3 separate regions of the Sus scrofa genome follow, and all the other regions are linked to region 1. The links are chromatin contacts, called in public Hi-C and promoter capture Hi-C maps. All regions are on one chromosome and are shown on one strand. Each heading gives the region's core, a stretch centred on a gene start, on an enhancer-like site or on the middle of the called end of the contact. The rest is flanking DNA. Distances are from core to core; before and after follow the strand shown.

Evidence for each region. Promoter capture Hi-C pulls out the DNA fragments that hold promoters and counts their contacts. Hi-C and Micro-C count contacts between places; a contact is called where the count stands out from the background.
Region 2: a contact with region 1 is called in a Hi-C map of fetal liver, with 1.7 times the contacts expected there. The contact joins the enhancer-like site here to the promoter of PRKAR2B in region 1. A contact is called at or near these places in 8 of 47 Hi-C or Micro-C datasets (blood, embryonic fibroblasts, fetal liver and 3 more).
Region 3: a promoter capture Hi-C map of liver shows a contact between it and region 1, with 2.8 times the contacts expected there. The contact joins the enhancer-like site here to the promoter of PRKAR2B in region 1. A contact is called at or near these places in 1 of 5 promoter capture datasets (liver) and 5 of 47 Hi-C or Micro-C datasets (embryonic fibroblasts, epiblast stem cells, liver and 2 more).

What each region holds. Positions count from the first base shown.
Region 1 is chr9:106,849,515-106,853,077 of Sscrofa11.1, reverse strand. It overlaps PRKAR2B (cAMP-dependent protein kinase type II-beta regulatory subunit), which reads right to left and starts at 2,034. Exons shown (of 11, transcript XM_021102599.1): 1 at 1,502-2,034. The coding sequence starts at 1,805.
Region 2 is chr9:106,945,555-106,949,117 of Sscrofa11.1, reverse strand. It overlaps PRKAR2B (cAMP-dependent protein kinase type II-beta regulatory subunit), which reads right to left. Exons shown (of 11, transcript XM_021102599.1): 7 at 1,207-1,308. Among named protein-coding and RNA genes, the nearest start is that of HBP1, 19 kb to the left of the region's middle. Within about 2 kb of position 1,562, at least 12 of the 83 cell types and tissues checked have an H3K27ac peak or open chromatin away from gene starts, as enhancers often do. A contact at or near this core is called in fetal liver, where this site is marked.
Region 3 is chr9:106,771,507-106,775,069 of Sscrofa11.1, reverse strand. No RefSeq gene overlaps it. Among named protein-coding and RNA genes, the nearest start is that of PIK3CG, 68 kb to the right of the region's middle. Within about 2 kb of position 1,834, at least 11 of the 83 cell types and tissues checked have an H3K27ac peak or open chromatin away from gene starts, as enhancers often do. A contact at or near this core is called in liver and retroperitoneal adipose tissue, where this site is marked.

The DNA.
Region 1 (3,563 bases), core at 785-3,284:
GTGTCTCAGGAGTACAAAACAAGTATTAGATGCCTCTGCCCTTTCTGTGTCATCAATCATAGGCTTCTTCTGCCCATCTTTCTTAAAATATGTACTCTTTTATCCTTTTCTCATTTCAGGTAGGAAAAGCATTCCATCAAATTCTTGTGCAAAATGAACAATGAAGACTATTACTATCGTAGCCCTAGAACACCACAAAGTCCAAAATTAAAATTTTTAAAGTAGCAATCTTTCCTTTCACCTTCAGAGAGCACTCATTTCCACGTTTTTTTTGTGTGTGATTGCTTCAGACATGCTAAAAATACATTAATTTTATAACACATTTCAACAATTCTGCAAAGAAAAGGAACACCTTCCTAGGAACATATACAAGGAAATGACACTGGAAAATGTCTTCATTATATGGAATGCACTCTGGACACACAAACCAGAGGGAGTGTAAATAAATAAAAGGTAGTGTGATGCTGAATGAACATTTGGTCTTACACCACAAAGAGAAAAGCACTTGCACATTTGCACCCCCATATATTTTAGGCTGGGATGCCATAAAGATGGGACTTAGGCATGTTGTGTCTGTGTGTGTCAGAGAGGGTTGTAAGCACAAGGGGTGGGACCTGCCAGGAGCAGCTATTTGAGAAAATCCCTTTTTCTTTCCCATTCATTCTTTCTAGCTTCAGTGTCTGGCACAGTCCCTACAATTACTCACTGGCTTTTCATTCTAAAGACAACCAACAAGCTTTCAGAACTTCCTACAGTGTTTTTCACACACTTTTTTTTTTTTTTAAGGCACCAAATAATTCAATAGTTGTTTAAAATAAAAAGAAAACCATTAGCCGGTTTCCTCATTCCAAAGACCCCATGGGTGGCAGGCTAAACAGGATCCTTTGTTGTGAGTCCAAAAACACTACAACGCCGCATTGGTAAATTGGAAAATAATAGATTACTCTGTTTCCAAGAATGCCAAAGCTATCACCATAAATTTTGCTCTGCCTCGTGAGTCCAATTCCACGCTCCTTTTAGTAAATTTGCAGTCCGAACAACAGAAAGGCAATCCGACCGAACACCCTTCGCCTTTTCGCTTTGGACACTCAATTAATAAACATAAGGGCTGAAAGAGGATGCCAAGTGGGCCAGCTGCCTTTATGCAAAATGATACCCGTCGAGCGAAATGTCTCCAACCCTAGTCAAAGTTATCTCTCAGATGCCCACCGCAAGCTGGCCGGCCTCGGCCTCCGAGCCCAGGACGAGAAGGGGCGGGTGGGCAGAGAAGCCTCACCTCCCGACTTCCCATCTCCAGAGGGAGGGACGAGGGGGAGGGCACGACTAGAGCGCTGAGTAGGAAGGTGGGCGAGTGGGAGACAGAAATGGATGCTGAGGGGGTGGGCGCGATGGGAAGGTAGGGAAGGTGGGGACCGCGAGGAGAGATGGGTGAGCCGAGCTACCGGACCGAAGAGCTAAGGGGGAGCGGCGCGCGCGGGGGGGCGGGGGGTCGGATCCTCACCGTTGAACGCCCCTGCGTCCGCGGCCTCCTCCTCCTCCTCTCCGTTCTCCGAGTCGGTGTGCATAGGCTCCTCGGCAAAATTGACCCCCTTGCTGGGGGTGCCGCCCCCGCCGGCGGCGCTCGCGTCCCCCCAGGTCCTGCCCTCATGGCCGAAGCGCGCTGCACCCTTGCGCTCGTTCTCCTCCTGCAGGCGCGTGAAGTGCTGCAGCGCGAACTCCAGCAGGTCCGCGGGCTGGTGCCTCAGCACCTCCACCGTGAAGCCCTGCAGCAGCTCAGTCAGTCCTGCCGGGATCTCGATGCTCATCCTGCCTCCCCTGCCGGCGGGCACCCGGGCGCCGCCCTCGCCCCCTCCCGGGACCGGCCTCGGGCCCCGCGGCCACCGAGCGAGCGCGGACGGCGCTGGCGGCGCTACCGGCACCGAGCGCGGCGCACTGGGCCCTGGCGGCCCGGCTGGCCCGGCCCGCGGCTCCTGGCGCGCGGCTGCTCCGTGCGGCGACGGCGGCGGCGGCGGCTGAACGAGCGCGGCCCGAGGAGGGCTGGCAGCATCTCCGGCTCCTCCTGCTCCTGCCGCTGCCGCTCCTCTCCCCCCGCCCGGGCCGCCCCGCCCCCGCCGCGGCGCGCGGGAGGGGGCCCCCGGAGCGCCCCACGTGATTCCCGGAAACCATGGCAACCTCCGCCCGCTGGCTCCTCGCTCCCGCAGCAGTTCCGACCGCTGCGGGCCTGAAGACGCAGGCAGGTGCCGGCGGGTTTGCGGGGCGCGCCCGGAGGGGCTAGGCCGAGGCAGGGGCCCCACCACCCGAGACTAGACGGGTCACACCCGCACCCCGCCCAGGCGCTTCTCGCTGTCCACCTGTCCGCATATGCCAAAGCTGCCAGGCCACTCAGCCGAATTCCCACGCCTCATTCACCACTTGGAGCCCACGCCGAGGTGGTGCCGCGCGATTTGCCCTGAAACTTCGGCCTCCACCTTGGCATTTTATTTTTCTCGAGAATCTAGTTGAATTGATAAATGTAGAAGATGTCTTTTGTTTAAAGTCATATAGTGGTACTGGTTTTCTTTTGCACAAAAAGATAATGCAACATTTTATCCAGCATTTCTCCATCTGTCCTATTGTATTGTTTTGCTTCACTGATGCTCTCCCTTTGTCCAGTCTATTCAATTAGTACTTGTTAAGACAAATGCACCATTTATTGGGAGGTACTTACCAAAGTTAGTCGATGGTCTTTAAACAGGACAGCGCAGCAATTGGAATAAAATGTCACTGTCAAGTCAGAAGGCCCTCAAGCAAAAAAAGCTTTGCCTGGTTAAACCGTTATTGTTTATTTTAAAACTTTCCCCTTAGGCTTTGAGTGGTTTTGAATTATATTTCCCAAAATAGGAATACATACTTCCATACAAAGAGCAGTAGAGTGGGAGATACAGAAGTTCCTGCGGTGATGCAGCGGGTTCCTGACAAGTTTCCATGAGGATGTGGGTTCCAGCCCTGGCCTCATTCAGTGGGTTAAGGATCATGCGTTACCCCCACAAGCCGCAGCGAAGAGTCCCAAACGCGGCTGGGATGCGGAGTAGCTAGAATCTGGAGTGGCTGTGGCATAGGTGGCAGCTGCAGCTGAATTGAAACCCTAGCCTGGGAACTTCATATGCCCTGCAGGTACAGCCCTATAAAAGAAAAAAAAGAAAGCAAAAACGAAAAACAGAATTGGAAATGTATGTGCTTAGAGAAGTTCTTGACTTTAAAAGGAGGCTTATTCTGCAAATATTTACAGTTTGAATTAGGAAATTATTTTTTTGCCAATTAAATGCTATTTTAAAATACATCATTTTTACCATGACTATATCATTGTAAATAAAATATCTCAAAAGCAAGATGATTTGGTTATTCTTCTAAAAAATTCCACAAAAAAAAGTTAATACATGGCTTAGAAAATTCAAAGTCTAGAAATCAATATGTAGCAAACTAGTCCCTTTTATAAAAATACATGTTGGTGTTACCTCTTTGTTTATAATACAACTTGTAGTCATTCCATGAGGGGATGTTTTCTCTATTTTCATTTCTTAATC
Region 2 (3,563 bases), core at 313-2,812, 97 kb before region 1:
ACCAGGGATGGAACCCACACCACAGCAGAGACCCAAGCCACCGCTGTGACACTGATGGATCCTCAATCCACTGCCCACAGATCTTCCTTAACTGTTTCAAGGTTTAAAAATGGTAGCCTATAGGCCAAATAAACTGAGCAATGTGTGGGTCTGTGTGTGTGTGTTTGCTGTATTAACTGCCCACATTTTAAAATAAATTTTCAATAAAAACTTGAATTTCCAGCTTCTCTTGAAAAATCGGGACACTCAGCAACAGTCAGCCCATATCTCCAAATTGCAAAAATAAACTCTGTTAACTAGCAGCTGTTTCTTTAGATGGAGCACATGTTTTCCAGTTTACCAAAGTCCCATCCTGGCTTGGTTTTCTTCAATATGTTAACTCTAAGGCATGTGCATTTCCAACCCCTGAGCTATTTTTATTTAGAGAGAACTGTTGCTGGAAAAGATCAGCTGCCCAAAATGCATTCTGAAATGTGGCCTGAATTTCTACTACTTTAAGCCAACAGAGAGTCACATCCGCCCATGAGTTCGTCAGTCCGAAGGACTGTGGCTTAGATGCTGGAAGGATGGCAGTGCTGTCTCTAAGATGGGAAGTGGGGTGGGAGGAGGTTTGGGCCGGATTAGGTGTGAGCTTTCTATCAGACACCCCAGAGAAAATGTTAAATATGCAGTTAGATAAATGAGCCTGGCGTTCAAGGGCTGGGCCTTGCCCAGTAACAACAATTCTAAGAGGCATCAACATAATAGACTTATAAGCCAGGGGATTTGACAAGTTCACCATGTGAAGAGGGTTAGGGTGAGCCTGCCAAAAGAAAAAGAGACCCTAGAATGCCAATTTTAGGAGAAAGGAGAAGAGGAATAAAGGAGGAGAGGCCAGTGAGGATGTGCTGTATTTGGATAATCTGATCCTATAAAGGCATAACTAAGCGGCCACTGCCTACATTTGTGGGGTTCTTTTAAGTCTGCGTTCAGATAAAGACCAAATACAGATCTGCCAAGGATGCTCCTAGGAGTCTATTGCTTACATACGACAAAACAAATGCAGCTATAGGCAGGAAAAGAAAGGCTGAGCTGTACAAACGCTATATAATCTTCTCAAATGAAAATATGGATAAATTATTATTCAAAGAAACTTCCAATAGAACTAAGCATTCCCAACAAAACAAAAGCTTTTAAAGCAAAATAAAAGCACAAACATATACTTACTTCCAAAGATTTAAGGAATGGCAGTGACTCAATAAAGCTTTCATACATTTTCCTCTTTTTGGCATTATTTTTTACAATTATTCTCCTGAAGGTTACCCTGTCCTAAAGGCAGAATGTCAAATACGAAGACAGTTAAAAGGTAGACTTTATGGGGAAAGAAGGTTTGAAGAGACAGTTTGAATTTATTCCCTACAAAGAACAAACAATAATTGAAGATTTTGAAATAAAAGATGAACATCATTATACTTCTAACGTAACTCATTTCAGATTACTTCTTTAAGCATACATGTAGAACCATATAAAACGTGACTTTCAGGTTTTTTAAAGAAAGCACCAACGTGTAACCGGCGGGCTACACCACAAGGTGGCGCTGTCGCACCACTTAATACGCTCCCCGTTCTTTCCTGCCCCACCCCCTCCCCTTTTGAGAGAAAAGTGATTTATGACGTATGCATTAAAGGTATAAACAATACGTTGATATGACATACCTATATACTGTGAAATGATTACCACCACAGATGGTTAATACCGCTATCACCTCACATAATTACCATTTCTTTTCTGTGGTAAGAACATTAAAGATTTATTCTTTGCAGCTTTCAAGTATATACTGTTGTTAACTATAATCATCACGTTTTACACCGGATCCTCAAAACTTACTCATAACTGCAAGTTTTTTCTCTTTAACCTACCTCTTCCCCACCACCCTCAGCCCCTGGCAACCCCATCATCCTACTTAGTTTCTGAGAATTGAAACCAGCAAGTGAGTTCTTTCGCTACAGATAACAGCCTTAGAGTGTTATGAAATCAATTCGGTGGGACATGACTGGCATTTTTTTTAGGTGTAACTGGCACACAACATTTTATTAGTTTCAAATGTACAACATAATGATTCAGTATCTGTATATATCGTGAAATGATCATATTAACTCTAATTAACATCCATCACCATACATATAGCTACCACATTTTTTTTCTTGTGATGAGAAATTTCAAATGTACAACACTGTTACTATTAACTGGTTACCGTGGTGTATACTCTGTCCTCAGCATGCATTTGTATCTAGAAATTTGTACCTTTTGACCCCCTTGACCCATGACCGGCATTTTCATCTTTAAAAAAGAAAAAACAAAAGAGAAAATCTGTGGGCATCCTTTTTAGTCAAGTGTTGAGTTATATATTTATTTCCATTATACACAAAGGCACACAAACATATACACTGGTGTGACATTTCCTAATGTGTTTCTTGTGGACTGCAGTAAAAAAAAAAACGATGGAAAACAGTATTAGGAAAAATTTTTAATCATGCACTTACAATGTAAAGAGATATAGAAAAATTATTGACTAGGCTTTTTATCACATCCATATACCAGAGTTTCTTTTTTAAAATATACAGAGAAACTACGACTTCTTTGAGGAGAGTTTGATGACAGTGTTTATCATGCTCATCATTCTAAAATGTTCCTATGTTTATACTACTTAACCTCAAGGATACAGAAGTGAAATAAGGAACCAGGGAAAACTTTAAAGCTAATGGCTCTAAAAATGGTTTTACTACAAATTTTATATTACAAAAATTCCTACCAAACATTTAGTTCTCAGAGTGCTCAGAATTACGTTAGTTTGGCATAAACTGATAAACAACAATACCGTTTAATATAAAGTAAAATTAATTGGAATATGTTCTTTAATAAATTACTGTGCCAACATATTAAGGCTGAATTTAAATGAACTGATAGGATGGGGGAAAAATGCAAGTGTGGATTAAGTCTCTAGGAAACTAAACATCTTGTTCTCCGATTTCGTTTATTATAATTTTATAAGGGTTATAGTTTAGACTTAGTCATTTTTTAAAAAGAGAAAAAAATTTAAGATAATTGTAAAATATTGAAATAATTTCCAAGTCTAGCTCTGCATCAGAATCAGCAGTGGTGTTTTAAAAAAAAAAGTTTCTAAGATCCCATACTTTATTTTTATTTATTTACTTTTTTTAGGACCATACCCAGGGCATATGGAAGTTCCCAAGCTAGGGGTTGAATTGGAGCCACAGCTGCCAAGCCTACACCACAGCCACAGCAACGAGGGATCGGTGTTTGCAACCTACTTTGCAGCTCATGGCAACACCAGATCCTTAACCCAGTGAGTGAGGCCAGGGATCGAACCTGAATCCTCATGGATCCCAGTAAGGTTCTTAAGACACAGAGCCACAACGGAAACTCCTAAGATCCCACACTTTAATGACTCAAAATCTTGGCACACAGGACTCTATATATAATAATCTGTATTCTGTAAAAACTCTCCAAGTGACTCTGCTATGTAATCTGTTCTGGGGACTGGCTGCACACCACTTTATGAA
Region 3 (3,563 bases), core at 585-3,084, 78 kb after region 1:
TGAATGAGTGAGTGGAAGTGACTCTAGAAGGCTGCTCGGTCTCCGGCCGGAAGTGCTGAGCTGGTATCCTGGTGCAGACACTTCCTCATCTCATGCTGCGGGTCCTTGGCCTGGCCAGTCACCCCTCCCCTTGCCACGTCTCTCCATCAGGGAGTGATGCTTTGGAACTGGAGGACCTTTGTCAGAATAGATGGGAGACACTTCTTGGGCACTGAGACTCCAGGCTGGGCAGTGGCGTTTGGCAAACGGTTAGAGCCTTGATCAAACTATATATAACTGAAGGACTCAGAAATGCAAGTTAAAAGGGAATGGTTTGGGGAAAGAGTGGAGAAAAGAGAAAAGGTGACAGCGCCCCTGTTCAGTTTCAGAATACCCCTCTTTTGTGACCCATGTTCCTTATCAACCCAGGTCTGTCTCATTCATTCTGGTCACCTGGAGCCGCCAGTCTAGGTCTGCATCATCCCAAGGCAGCGGAATCACCTGAGGAGGCGGAAATCCCAGGCGGTGCAGGCAATGCGCATGCCTAATGAGGTCTCCAGGTGGTTCTCGCGTGCCTCACGCTGGGGGCGTGGAGTTGGCGTCGCTCCTCCCTCACCTCGAAGGAAACCGCTTACAGGCAGCAAGATGCAGTCTTCTGTTCATGGAGGGGACATGGGCTTCAGGAGCAGGGGGCTCTCGGACCCAGCGGGCCTTCCTTGGAGGCGTTCATAGGACTTCTTTTTCGCTCTGATGGCCGCTGTTCCTGCTCCCCTGGCTCCGAGGCTACAGACTGCTTTTCCCGGGGCAGGAGGGTCTCGCCTGCCCAGAGCCATCCTCATGGGTTCCAGTATTTGGGTAGGGGAAGTAGTCTCAACAAGCGGGCTTAGGCGCCAGGACCGTCTCTCATCAGTTTCGATTGATGGACAAGTTATTTGACCTTTTAACTCCACATTTTAAATCCGAGCAACCTCCCTTATGCGGCTGTTGTGAAGCTCCGATAAAATAATGTAGTCACGGAAGGACACTGTAAATTGCGAAGTGCGATAAAAATGTTCATCCGCTTATCGTGGCGGAGCCTCCAAGCCCCCTTTTCCTCAGGAGCGTTTAGCATCTCGCCAGGGGATCTGAACTCATCTCTGTTGCTGAAGTTGTGGGACTGACACCAAGGAGTCAGGAGCAAACCTGTCGGTGAGTAAACCCTGGTCAACATGGGGCTGCCAAACTGGATGGGGGGACAGAGGTTTGTTTTTTGTTTTTTGTTTTCCTAACAAAGGGACAAAAAGCACAGTGAGCCGTGGTGACTGGATTCCTTGGGGTCCTTGGTTCTTTTGGGGGGTTCAAACGATGGGAGAACAGATGGCCAGGAAAAAGTGAAGCCAGCAAGGGAGTAGGGCCAGTGCATTGGGGCCCAGGGAGCCAAGGGCTGGGGAGAGCCCTCTCAGGGTGGCCCAGGTGGCAATGTGGTGCCAAAGGCTGCAGCTGAGACGCATGGAGAGGAAATGAAGCCTGGACTGTAGCTTCCTCTGTGACCCTATATAACACCCCAGCTTCCTCAGAGGGCCCCTAATGTTTCCTCTGTCCTGGGGGTGTTAGCCCAGCCCAGGAAATCCCCACTGCTCTCCCTGTCCCAGGCAACATGTCCCATCACCTTCGTGCTCCCACCTCCTCTCCCCTCCCTGCCACTGGCAGGAGAAAGGGGCATCATTTTGTTTTTGTTGTGTCAAAGGTCGAGGCAGGTGATGGGGGTGGCGGCCCCTACAGCAGGTCTGTTTTTCTTGAGTAATTCCCTTTATGGGGAAGAAGCAGGGAGAGGAGGCATTTGAGTAGGAGGAAGTGGTGGGGCATGCAGGAGTCTGGACGGCTTGTAGTTTGCTGTTGCTGGGCAGGGCTCTGAGGAAAGAGAGGAGGAGAGAAAAGAGAGCCCTGGGCAGCATTCCCGAAGCCATCACGGTCACCACAGCTGTGCCACGGCTCAAGTTCGCCTGAGAGCAAGTGGTCTGCTTAGAATGAACATCCCAGAGGCCCACCAAGAGCTCAGATCCAAGCTCTGTGCTCCTGTCCCAGGGAGGCGATGAGGCTCTGCAGAAATGCTTCTATCATTGCTTGTGTGTGATTTCCTTTCCACTTAGGAGATGCTTCCTCCTCTAACTCTCTTTATTCTCACAACGATCCTGGAAGGCAGGTTGAGCCAGTTCTTTTTGTTTGTTTTTGTTTTTGTTTCTTTTTTGGCCCCTCCTATGGCATATGGAATTCCCTGGCCAGGGATGGAACCCAAGCTGGAGTTGGGACCCATGCGACAGCTGCAGCAATGTGAGATCCTTAACCGGCTGCACCAGGCTGGTCATTGAACCCATGTCCCTGCTGCTGCAGAGATACCATCGATCCTGTTGTGCCACAACTGGGAACTCCTTGAGTCAGTTTTATCAACTCATTCATTTCTTATCAAAATTTAAAAAAAATTGTATAGTTGATTTACAATATCAACCCATTTTATAGAGGAGAAAACTGGAGCCCTGAAATGGGAAATGAATTATCGCAGAGTCTAGACTTGGAAGGCGTAGAGCTGGCTGTGGACCACGCGTGTGCTGACTTGCAGTTGTCTGTCCTGCTCACTTTGCCATGTTGTGTCTCCAGTACTGGGATGTGGCCTGACCCTGTCTGAGATGCTGCCAGGCCCTCCAGTGCGGCATCCTTTTATCCCTGCCTGCTGGGCAAGTGCTCAGCTTGAGCACTTTTGTATCTTGTCTCCTCTGGTGAGAAACTGGGTTTCGGCCGATGATGAACTTGAACTTCTGCTTTTGCTCCAGGCATTGTGTGTGTATTTAATCATGTTTGACGGAATTTACTTTAGTCCAAGTTCAAGCTGTTCCCCTTCTTCCCTGTGTTGTTCCTTTCATTTTTACCCACGCTCAGTGCAAGTGATTTGTCTCCTTTTAGGCATCACACATTTTCCTCCCCTTGTTACCAAGCTCCTACTGCTTGATGCACAGTGGGCTAACAAATCTAGATGAGTTGTGGGGGCAAACAAGAGTGACTTTATTTGCAAAGCCAGCAGACAGAGAAGATGGTGGACTGGTGTCCCAAAGAACCATTGAACCTGGACTTGACCAGTAGTTGCTTTTATAAAACAAAGAAGGGGAGGAGTTGTCTTGTGGCACAGCAGGTTAAGAATCCAGTGTTGTCTTTTTCTTTGCTTTTAAGGGCTGCTCTCGAGGCACATGGAGTTTCCCAGGCTAGGGGTCTAATTGGAGCTACAGCTGCAGGCCTACACCACGGCCACAGTAACACCAGATCCAAGCTGTGTCTGAGACCTACACCACTAGCTCACAGCAGAGCGGGATCCTTAACCCACTGAGTGAGGCCAGGGATCAAACCTTCAACCTAATGGTTCCTAGTCAGATTTCTTTCTTTTTTTCTCTTTCTTTCTTTCTTTCTTTTTCTTTCTTTCTTTCTTTCTTTCTTTCTCTCTCTCTCTCTTTCTCTCTTTCTCTCTTTCTCTTTTTTTAAATCTTTTGTCCTTTTTAGGGCTGCTCCCATGGCATAGATTCCCAGGCTAGGGGTCTAATGGGAGCTGTTGCTGCCGG